Regions from separate parts of the Mus musculus genome. Here region 1 is linked to region 2. A link is a contact called in public promoter capture Hi-C data. All regions are on one chromosome and are shown on one strand. The core of a region is the stretch at or near the end of the contact, and the rest is flanking DNA. Distances in the headings are between cores, read along the strand shown. Region 1 has its middle 11 kb from the start of Mesd. Region 2 has its middle 3.6 kb from the start of Gm39043.

Region 1 (4,466 bases), core at 1,948-4,447, 92 kb before region 2:
AAATCTTTTTAATGTTACTTTTCAAACTTCTGTATTAAATTTTTATTCTAATTACTGAATTTGTGACAACCTTAAGTTATGTACCCATGGCAAGTACTTTATTTCTTGACGTCAACACACACACACACAATTTTTTTTCTCCATGTGAATGTCCATGTGTGTATAAGTCAGAAGTGTCATCTTCAGGAATACTGTCTACCACTTTGCCTTGGAGATAGGGTCCCTCATTGGTGGGAGGCTCACCACCGATTAGACTACACTGGCTACCCGAGGAGTCTCCCGTCTCTGCCTCCGCACGCTGGGATTACAAGGGGATTCCTTCACACCTGGCATTTTCAAGTAGGTTTTAGGGAACAAACTCAGGTCCTTGTGCTTGTGATTACTTTGCCAATTAAGCCACCCTGCACCCATCTGCACCCCCAAAAGCCACACATTATGAAGTCTTTCCTTTTGCAGGATGTGGAAGTGAAAATGGTTTCTGGAAAGACAGATAAGTAAAGCAGAGAACAAGCATCCTTTCCCAACAAAGAGGCCCAGGCTCACAGCTACAGGGGAGGGAAGCTCTTAAGTCCAGACTGCTTCTCCCCAACCTTGGAGGAAGACCGTAGTCTAAGCTACTTCCCGAAAACACATAAGGCCAAGGCCACCTGCCAAACCAGGCCAAGCTCAAAGTCCTGTGAACTTTTCTGTTCTCACCGATCAGTTTTGAGGAAGCAGCATCTAGCACTAGATCATATCTTCCCAGCTCAGAGGAAGGGAGGGAGAGAGGTCCAGGAGAACTGACTGAGAAGGCTGGAGAAGGCTCAAAGTGGGGGGTTGGCGGGGGGGGGGGGAGCTGTGTCTATTCAAGGATGAATGAAAGAGAAAAGAAATAGGTATGGCACCTACCCAAACATTTTGGAATGAGACAACAACAAAAAAGCCACAGCAATCCGACGCTATAAACACGTATTTTTTAATAGACAAAATCTCATTACTCAAGGCTGGCCGCAAACTTTCTTTGTGATCAAGGTTGAACTTCTGATCCTCCTGCCTGCCTCTGCCTGCTATGAACTTGTGGTATAAGCCTGTGTCATCATCGCACTGCGTTTACGTGATGCTGGGGATTTATTTGAGGCCTCTGTGCATCCTAGCAAGCACTTTACTATCTGACCCATGTCCCCAATCTCAACACAGACAAATACCCTATCAGGAAAAAATCATAGGCCAAGATGAGGAGTATCCACTTGTGTTTTTCTGAGTTGGAGAAATTAATTTGAAAAACTAGATTTTTAAATGAAACGGCTCAAAGGTGTAATTTGGAAAGCTGAAGTAAGGGGATCACCGTGAATTCAAGGCCTGAACTATATAGTAAGCTCCAGGTTAGTCTGAGTCAAAGAATAAATTTCCATTTCAGAATATATATGTAATATATATATAATATATATACATATATATTATATATATAATTAGTACATGCTTGTAAACCAATTATTCGAGGGGCTGAGGTCTTCAGAAGGAGGTTAGCCTGGGCTATATAGTGAGTTTGTTTCAAAGTAACAAAATAAAACGAACAAAAAGAATTGAAAACTAAGGAAAAACTTGCTGTGCAAAGTCTGTACAGAAAACTACAGATAGATTGACAAATAAAAAGATAAGTTTTATCCAAATTTTTTAAGCAAAGGAGAGAGAGCTAAATCTGTAATTAAAGATTAAGAAAAAATCAGCATGAAGAGTTTTCCTAGAAAAAAATGACAGAATGTTGATAATAGAAAGAATCTGAGCTGGCAAGATGTCTCAGTGCGTAAAGACACTTGCAGCCATGCCTGGTGACCTGAGTTCAATCCCTGAGACCTGCATAGGAGGGAACCAATTCTAGCAGGTTGTCTGTTCTCCGACCTTTTCACAAGACACTTGCATGCCCGCACATATGCTGCACAAATAAACAGATGCAAAAAAAATTGGTAAAATTGAAAAACTTCCTAGAATCTAATAGGAAAACCACTTCCTTCCATGGGGTAACAAAAAGGGTAGCCTCAGACCCCTCCAAAGGGGTAGAAGTGGATGCTGAAGAAGTCATATGCTCCACATTGTCCCTCCAACATAAAGGTTGACATAATGTTCAGACCAGTCTTATACCCCTCACGAGTATCCACGGAAAGGATTTTTAAGTGCACTTTATTAATTGACTGTGTGCATGGCACGGCAGTGCACACATGCCATGGTGTGTGCAGACATCAGACTCTGGGGATCCTTTCTTTCCTTGCGTTGTATGTGTGCTCTGGGGCTCAGACACAGGCCAGTAGGTTTGCACAGCAAGCACTTTCCTCACTGAGCCACCTCACAGACCACCCCCCTCCAAGTGTTAAATAGCAACCGGAGAGACAGGAAGATACCCACAAATTCCTTCTGTTAAGATGTGGATAGCAGAGTCTTCTGTGAAGGCTCGGGTGTTAAGGATTTACTCACAGCAGACAGGCTTTAGATAGGTGACTGACCTTGAGGGCCCACCTTCAACAATGGCACTTGGTATTTTAGGGAGCGTCTGCCAGATAGCCATTGTATAGAGAAACCTCAGCAGAGTCTACAAGGTCATAGCTGAGTGTCACCAGGAGGCAGCTCTAGCAGGGGCCTGTCACTGAGGCATCTGTGAAGTGCAGTTCTGAACCCCAACCCTTCCTGTCTCTATTCTGCCTCACCATAGGCCCAGGAACACTGATCCAAGCAATTACAGAGGCACGGTTAACCTCCCTTTAAACTGGTTTTCTCTGCCATTTTGCCTCAGCATTACAATGCTAACAAGTGCAAGTTCTGTGGAGAGCTTTTGAGGCCACTTTTAGAAACTTGGCAGGAATTTGACCCTGGGCCAGGGCAAGTAAGTACAATCTGACTTTGGGCTAGGACAGGGAAGTAGGCTCAGATAAGAATATTTACATTTGGGCTAAAACAAAGCTCAAGGTAAACTCAGCCCAGGAATGAGGCTTTCTTTTATCTTGGTCAACCCGATAAACCCCTAGAACTAGAGATCATGGAACTTCATTTAATGCCTTGTTTGTTCCTTGACTATTTGTGCTTATTGCCTTGTTTGTTTCTTAACCTAGAACTGACCTTATTATTTGCATGTACTTAAAATGGTATAAAAGCAGATGGGGTGGGGGGTGGGGTGGGCAGTTAATAAACCTGCTTCTGCCTCAGCACACGACTGGCTGCAAGTCACGTGATAGTTCTGTCTAATGTCTTTTTCTTCTCAATCCTTGCTCCCTTTTCTTGAGACCTGATTGACTGACTGAACTGGCTTGGTCAATGCCCACCTTGACAAGTGGCTAAGTCACACTTCTCCAGCATGCTCGACTGTGTGTGTGTGTGTGTGTGTGTGTGTGTGTGTGTGTGTGTATGCACACACACAAAACCAATAGAAACACTAAAAACTACAACAGAGCAGTCATAAACCAGAGAGCTCAAGGATGAAAGAAGTCCTAAAATGCTCATCTAATAAGGCTGACACATCATGTAGTTGATAGTCTAAAGATGTTATACAAATTTCTTAGACCACTAGACAGACAAGACAAATTCCCTGAAAGCGTGGCTTATGAATTTGCAGACTGGCAAGGCTTGTGTCGTCAGGCTCAGATGAAAGGCCAGTGGTGAAAAACAATGCAGTCCAACTCCCTGATGCTTGTGCAGGTGGCACGCACAACCTTAAGAGCACCGGCTGCTCCTGCAGAGGACCGGACTCAGCTTCTCACACCCAATATGATGGTTCACAACTGTTCATAACTCTGGTCTGGGGCCGTGGTTCTCCGCCTTGCTCATGCTGCAGTCTTAATACAGCTCCTCAGGCTGTGGTTACCCCAAGCATAACATTATTTTGCTTGCCACCTTATAACTGTTAGTTTTGCTCTTGTTATGAATTGTAATGTAAATAGCTGTGGTTGTGGACGGTCTTAGACACTTGGGAAAGAGTCCTTCAACTCACCCGAAGGGGGCATGACCTATATGTAGAGAACTGCTGTTCTAGGGGAATGTGATTCCTCATCTGGCACTGTAGACAAATATGCAGGCAAAACACTCACACGCACAGAATAAAGATAGGGTTTTGTTTTTTTTTTTTTTTTTTAAAGAGGCTTTGTTTTTAAATTGTTGGAAATGCCACATGTGATGGCCAAGGCTGTCAAGGATCACAGACCTGCTGGGAAGTCTCAAATGACAGAACTATCAGGAGCAGCTATTTAGCAATATATACCAAATGTTAAATTTTAACAATTATACTGTAAACAACTTACCCTTTGAATGGAAAAAAGTTTACCAAAATACTGTATATGAAAATGTCCAGAGAGGCTGGGTAAGATGGGCTTCCTTTTAATCCCAATACCCAAGAGACAGAGGCAGGTGGATCTCCAGTGAGGCTAGCCTGGTCTTCATAGGGTGTTCTAAGCCAAAAGAAAAACCAACATTCAGACCTAGGTCATAGGTTGTTTCTGTTGTTG
Region 2 (4,019 bases), core at 377-2,876:
GGGGGAAAGGTGAAGGCCAACATTCAAGGTGGTTCTCTGCTCTCAGGTATGGTCCTTGGTATGCCCAGTCCCATTCACACACACAGACATCACAGACATGCACACACATCACACACACACACACACACACACACACACACACACACGATAGAGGATGATATCTGATGTTGTTGACCACTGGCCACCACACTTTGGTGACACTCACACAGGAACAGGTACACACCCGTACACCACCACACTCACAAAGAGCTGTGCGTTGAAAGTCTTCAGCTTCCCTTTGGTGATGCCTCCCTGGAGATGCTGCTCTCCTATTACCTCATGTTTGTTATATAAAGGCCCACTTGATGAATTTCTCCTTGAAGACAGCGCCAGGAAAATTTTCTCTTTGCAGTTCGATTCCAAAGCCGTTGTACAATGAAAAGTGTATGCGCCAGCACATTTCCCTTTCATCCAGGAAAGGCAGAGATAAATCCAGCACTCAACTGTAGTAAACAACTCATCCCAGGTGCCCCGAGACACACTGAGCTGTTTTCACTCTGGCTGTTCTTCTAGCTACACTGGGCCTTTGGTGTTTTCTTAAACTCTTTTGGGAAATAGCGAGGTATAAATTTTTTCTGAACAAACCCATGCATAGAAACACATATGCTTGGCATGGATGAGCAACTCTGTCTGCTGCTGCTGAGGCTGCTGCTGCTGCTTTCTTCTTTCATTTTTAATGTGGAGACAAGGTCTCACAATATAGCCGGGGCTGTCCTGGAATTCCCAATGTACATCAGGCTGGCCTCAAACTCTCGGATATCTTCCTGCCTCTACCCTGCCTCCCCGGAGTGCAGGGTTTAAGGGATGTGCCACCATGCGCTAACCCTTTTTACAGTCACCTCTACCACAACCATGGCCCAGGCTGAGTGCCAGGCAATGGGTGTAGTGAGGAAATGGTTCTGGCCATAAATGAATCAGTTGGTCTGTTGAGGGTTCTGGCTGGTATGTAAAGAGCTTGAATTTCAGGTTGTGCCACAAACCTGACAACAGGAGTGGGAAAGATGGCTTAGCAGTGAAAAGCACTAGCTGCTCTTCTAGAGGACCAGGATTCAGTTCCCAGCTCCCACAGGGTGGGTTACAACCCTCTGTAACTCCAGGCCTAGGTAACTGTATCACTTTCTTCTGGCTTCCACAGGTACCAGGCACACACATGGAAGCAGGCAAAATACTCCTACACATAAAATAAAATAACATTAAACCTTAATTAATTAAAACCAGAGAGCCGTGAAGAGCAGAAGGCTGAGGAGTCCAGTAGAGAGGAGATTGATTCTGCCATGATCTGTCAGAACGGCGCTGGCTTCTTAGAGAGAGATTTCAGGATTTGCTAGGAAGGATGGAAAGGATTTCAGCAGCCGAGCTTCTCCGACAGAGAAAACAGTTCAAATGAGGGTTTGTAGGGGAACAAAGAATTCGCCCTCTGCATTTGGAAAGAGCATTAAGAGTTGAGTTTCTTACAACACAGGAAGCATTTGCTTGAGGCTAAGGATTCCCGCGCTTGTGTTGAACAAAGTTAAGAGAGAGGCAGGCTAGCAGGTTCCCTTTTTTGGAACAGGTAACCAGGCTACAGAGCTGTTAAGTAACAGAAAATCAGGTCTCCCCTGGCAATCTTGTACTTAACTTTGTGACTTTAAGGTTTGAGACAGGGCCTAGGGACTGACGCTTCCTCTTGGAAGTAGGAAGCAAAGTTTGGGATTTCTTTTTTTTTTCTTTCTTTTGCTGAATGGGTGGATGAGGGTGTCAGAGAGGAGGAAGGGAGGATCCCCCCAGTACCATTTTAGGCTGTTTCCCTTAGCAACCCCACGGATGGATTTCCGTGCAGCCTCTTTCCCTTCCCGGTTCCTTTTCTGTTTTCCAAGGGGAACAATGAGGGAGTGAGGGATAAGCGGTGATGTTTATCTTTCCAGCTCAGACCTTTCAACTGCTGGAATCCCCCAGGGCTGGGGAAGGGTGGGTGGAGTCACTTCCCACTGTTGCCAAGGGTGGGAGACCAGTCCCTCCTGCTGGGGCAGGGGGTGCGTGGCTTCCTCATAAATAGGAAATGTATCTCCCAAATTGGAGTCATCAAGGACTTATCTCCAGCCGCAGACACCAGAGAGGAGCCCTGCCCTATCCTTTATTCCGAAGAGAGAAGCCTGCCAGCGGGGAGAGGAGAGGGTCACTCGAGAGAACCAGCCCGGAGAGCTGCGCTGTCATTCAAGTGTCAAAGGAGACATCTTCCTGCCAGACTTCCCACACTGGCCTCTGCCCCTCCTGGAACACTTTATTCAGGAATGGGAGGAGCACTGGTTCCTTGTAGAATAGAGAGTCAAGGGGAATTTTGGTCCATTCCTTGGCATGAGTACAAAATTCTGAGCCGAATATCTACTTGCTTAGAAACTGCTCATATCTGAGCAGCAAGCTCTTTACTGACCCAGCCACCTTCCCAACCTGGGATCTTCTAAAAACACCTACCATTGCCAGGTATTTATTTCCAGGCTTTAAACTTGCCTTTGTGTATTCCTTAGGTTCCCAATTTTTTGTCCTTCCCAAAGACAGTGGTTCCTCTTTTCACTTCCTCAAACCGAGGGCTGGTTGAGCCAGTCCGAACTACCCAGTCAGTAACTTGATACCAGTTTAATGTGTTTGAGGAAGTAGCTTGGGGGGATACTTAGTTCTGTGGGCTTTGTTTTGTACCAGGTCATGCTAATTTTCCCCAAGGAACTTCTGATCCATCCGGGTTCCCTGCAGAAGTTATAACAGTGAGGAGGAGGAGGAGGAGGAGGAGGAGGAGGAGGAGGAGGAGGAGGAGGAGGAGGAGGAGGAGGAAGTGGAAGCAGCACTGGGTTAGAGGCAGACACATGTGCTGTTCTGCCAAATATTCTACTTTTAATTTTTACCTAGCACTGATGGTGGTATGAAGTCTTGGTGGTCTCAGAGGTGATTCTGGGGACTCTGGGCAACAGTAACTTGCTAGCCCATGGCCACACATTCATAATGGAAGAGCCAGGAACTACTGGTCCTCTCGCAGATCCCCCTGGAGCTGTCCCCTGATCTTTCTCAGTGCCTCTGCTTGTCCTTGCTTCTTCTGGCAGGGATGCTGTGGGATGCTGATTAATGAGCAGTGGCACCCTCCGAAGCTCAGCGTGGAGACAATGACTGGATCGGTTCCAGGAATCTGAAGTATGCACCTGACCAACTGACCTCACTGTGTTGTTGTAGGCCACACCAAGGCTCCCTTCCTTGGCAAAAGGTTTTGTAGCTCTGCAGGCACACTTGGGGGCGGCAAGTACCATCTGGAACACTAGGGTGAGACTGGCATCCCATTGCTACTGAGTCTCGCCATGCTCCCGAACTGAGCCAACAAATGACTCTGCCACATGGCAGGAGAAGTGTGCCAAGAAGTCCAGGTTTATTTAGCACAAGTAATAATGGGCCTACAATATTCGCACACAGGGAAAGGATCAGGAAGACTGGCTGTGATCTCCCTGAGTTGATGGGTTAGAACTGGGTCAGAGAAAGTGTTGAGATGCGGCCAAGTTCAGGTTTTCTAGGCCAGTAGCTGTACAAGATCTCTTGCAGGAAACTTAGAGGAAGGTGATCCATACTGTACTATAAAAACTCAATCAGAAAATTGGGTCCCAGCAATTTGATAGATTTTTTTTTTTTTGATTGCTGAGGACAGGGACAGGCTTTCGTCCTTGGTAGAAAAACACAAGGGACCCTGGCATAGTTTACAGATATCTCAAGACCCAGGGCTTAAATCGTAAGACAGGAGATGGGGTTGCTGGTGAGATGGCTCAGCGGATAAGAGCACCGACTGCTCTTCTGGAGGTCCTGAGTTCAAATCTCAGCAACCGCATAGTGGCTCACAACGATCCATAATGAGATCTGAAGACAGCTACAGTGTACTTACATATAATAAATAAATAAAATCTCAAAAAGAAAAAAAAGACAGGAGATGGGATCAGAAGTCAAGTTGGCCCTAGGTCATTAAACTGGAC

Evidence for each region. Promoter capture Hi-C pulls out the DNA fragments that hold promoters and counts their contacts.
Region 1: a promoter capture Hi-C map of embryonic stem cells shows a contact between it and region 2, with 4 times the contacts expected there. The contact joins two enhancer-like sites. A contact is called at or near these places in 9 of 39 promoter capture datasets (the HPC-7 cell line, cranial neural crest, embryonic stem cells and 6 more), 2 of 15 datasets of contacts at CTCF or cohesin (the NIH/3T3 cell line and large pre-B cells), 5 of 484 Hi-C or Micro-C datasets (Sertoli cells, cerebral cortex, embryonic stem cells and 2 more), 9 of 115 datasets of contacts at active chromatin or transcription factors (bone marrow-derived macrophages, embryonic stem cells, heart atrium and 2 more) and 3 of 9 other capture datasets (adipose tissue, liver and macrophages).

The regions. Positions count from the first base shown.
Region 1 is chr7:83,901,137-83,905,602 of GRCm38.p6, reverse strand. No RefSeq gene overlaps it. Among named protein-coding and RNA genes, the nearest start is that of Mesd, 11 kb to the right of the region's middle. Within about 2 kb of position 3,197, at least 21 of the 459 cell types and tissues checked have an H3K27ac peak or open chromatin away from gene starts, as enhancers often do. A contact at or near this core is called in embryonic stem cells, where this site is marked.
Region 2 is chr7:83,808,503-83,812,521 of GRCm38.p6, reverse strand. No RefSeq gene overlaps it. Among named protein-coding and RNA genes, the nearest start is that of Gm39043, 3.6 kb to the left of the region's middle. RefSeq lists an enhancer at 1-604. Within about 2 kb of position 1,626, at least 102 of the 459 cell types and tissues checked have an H3K27ac peak or open chromatin away from gene starts, as enhancers often do. A contact at or near this core is called in embryonic stem cells, where this site is marked.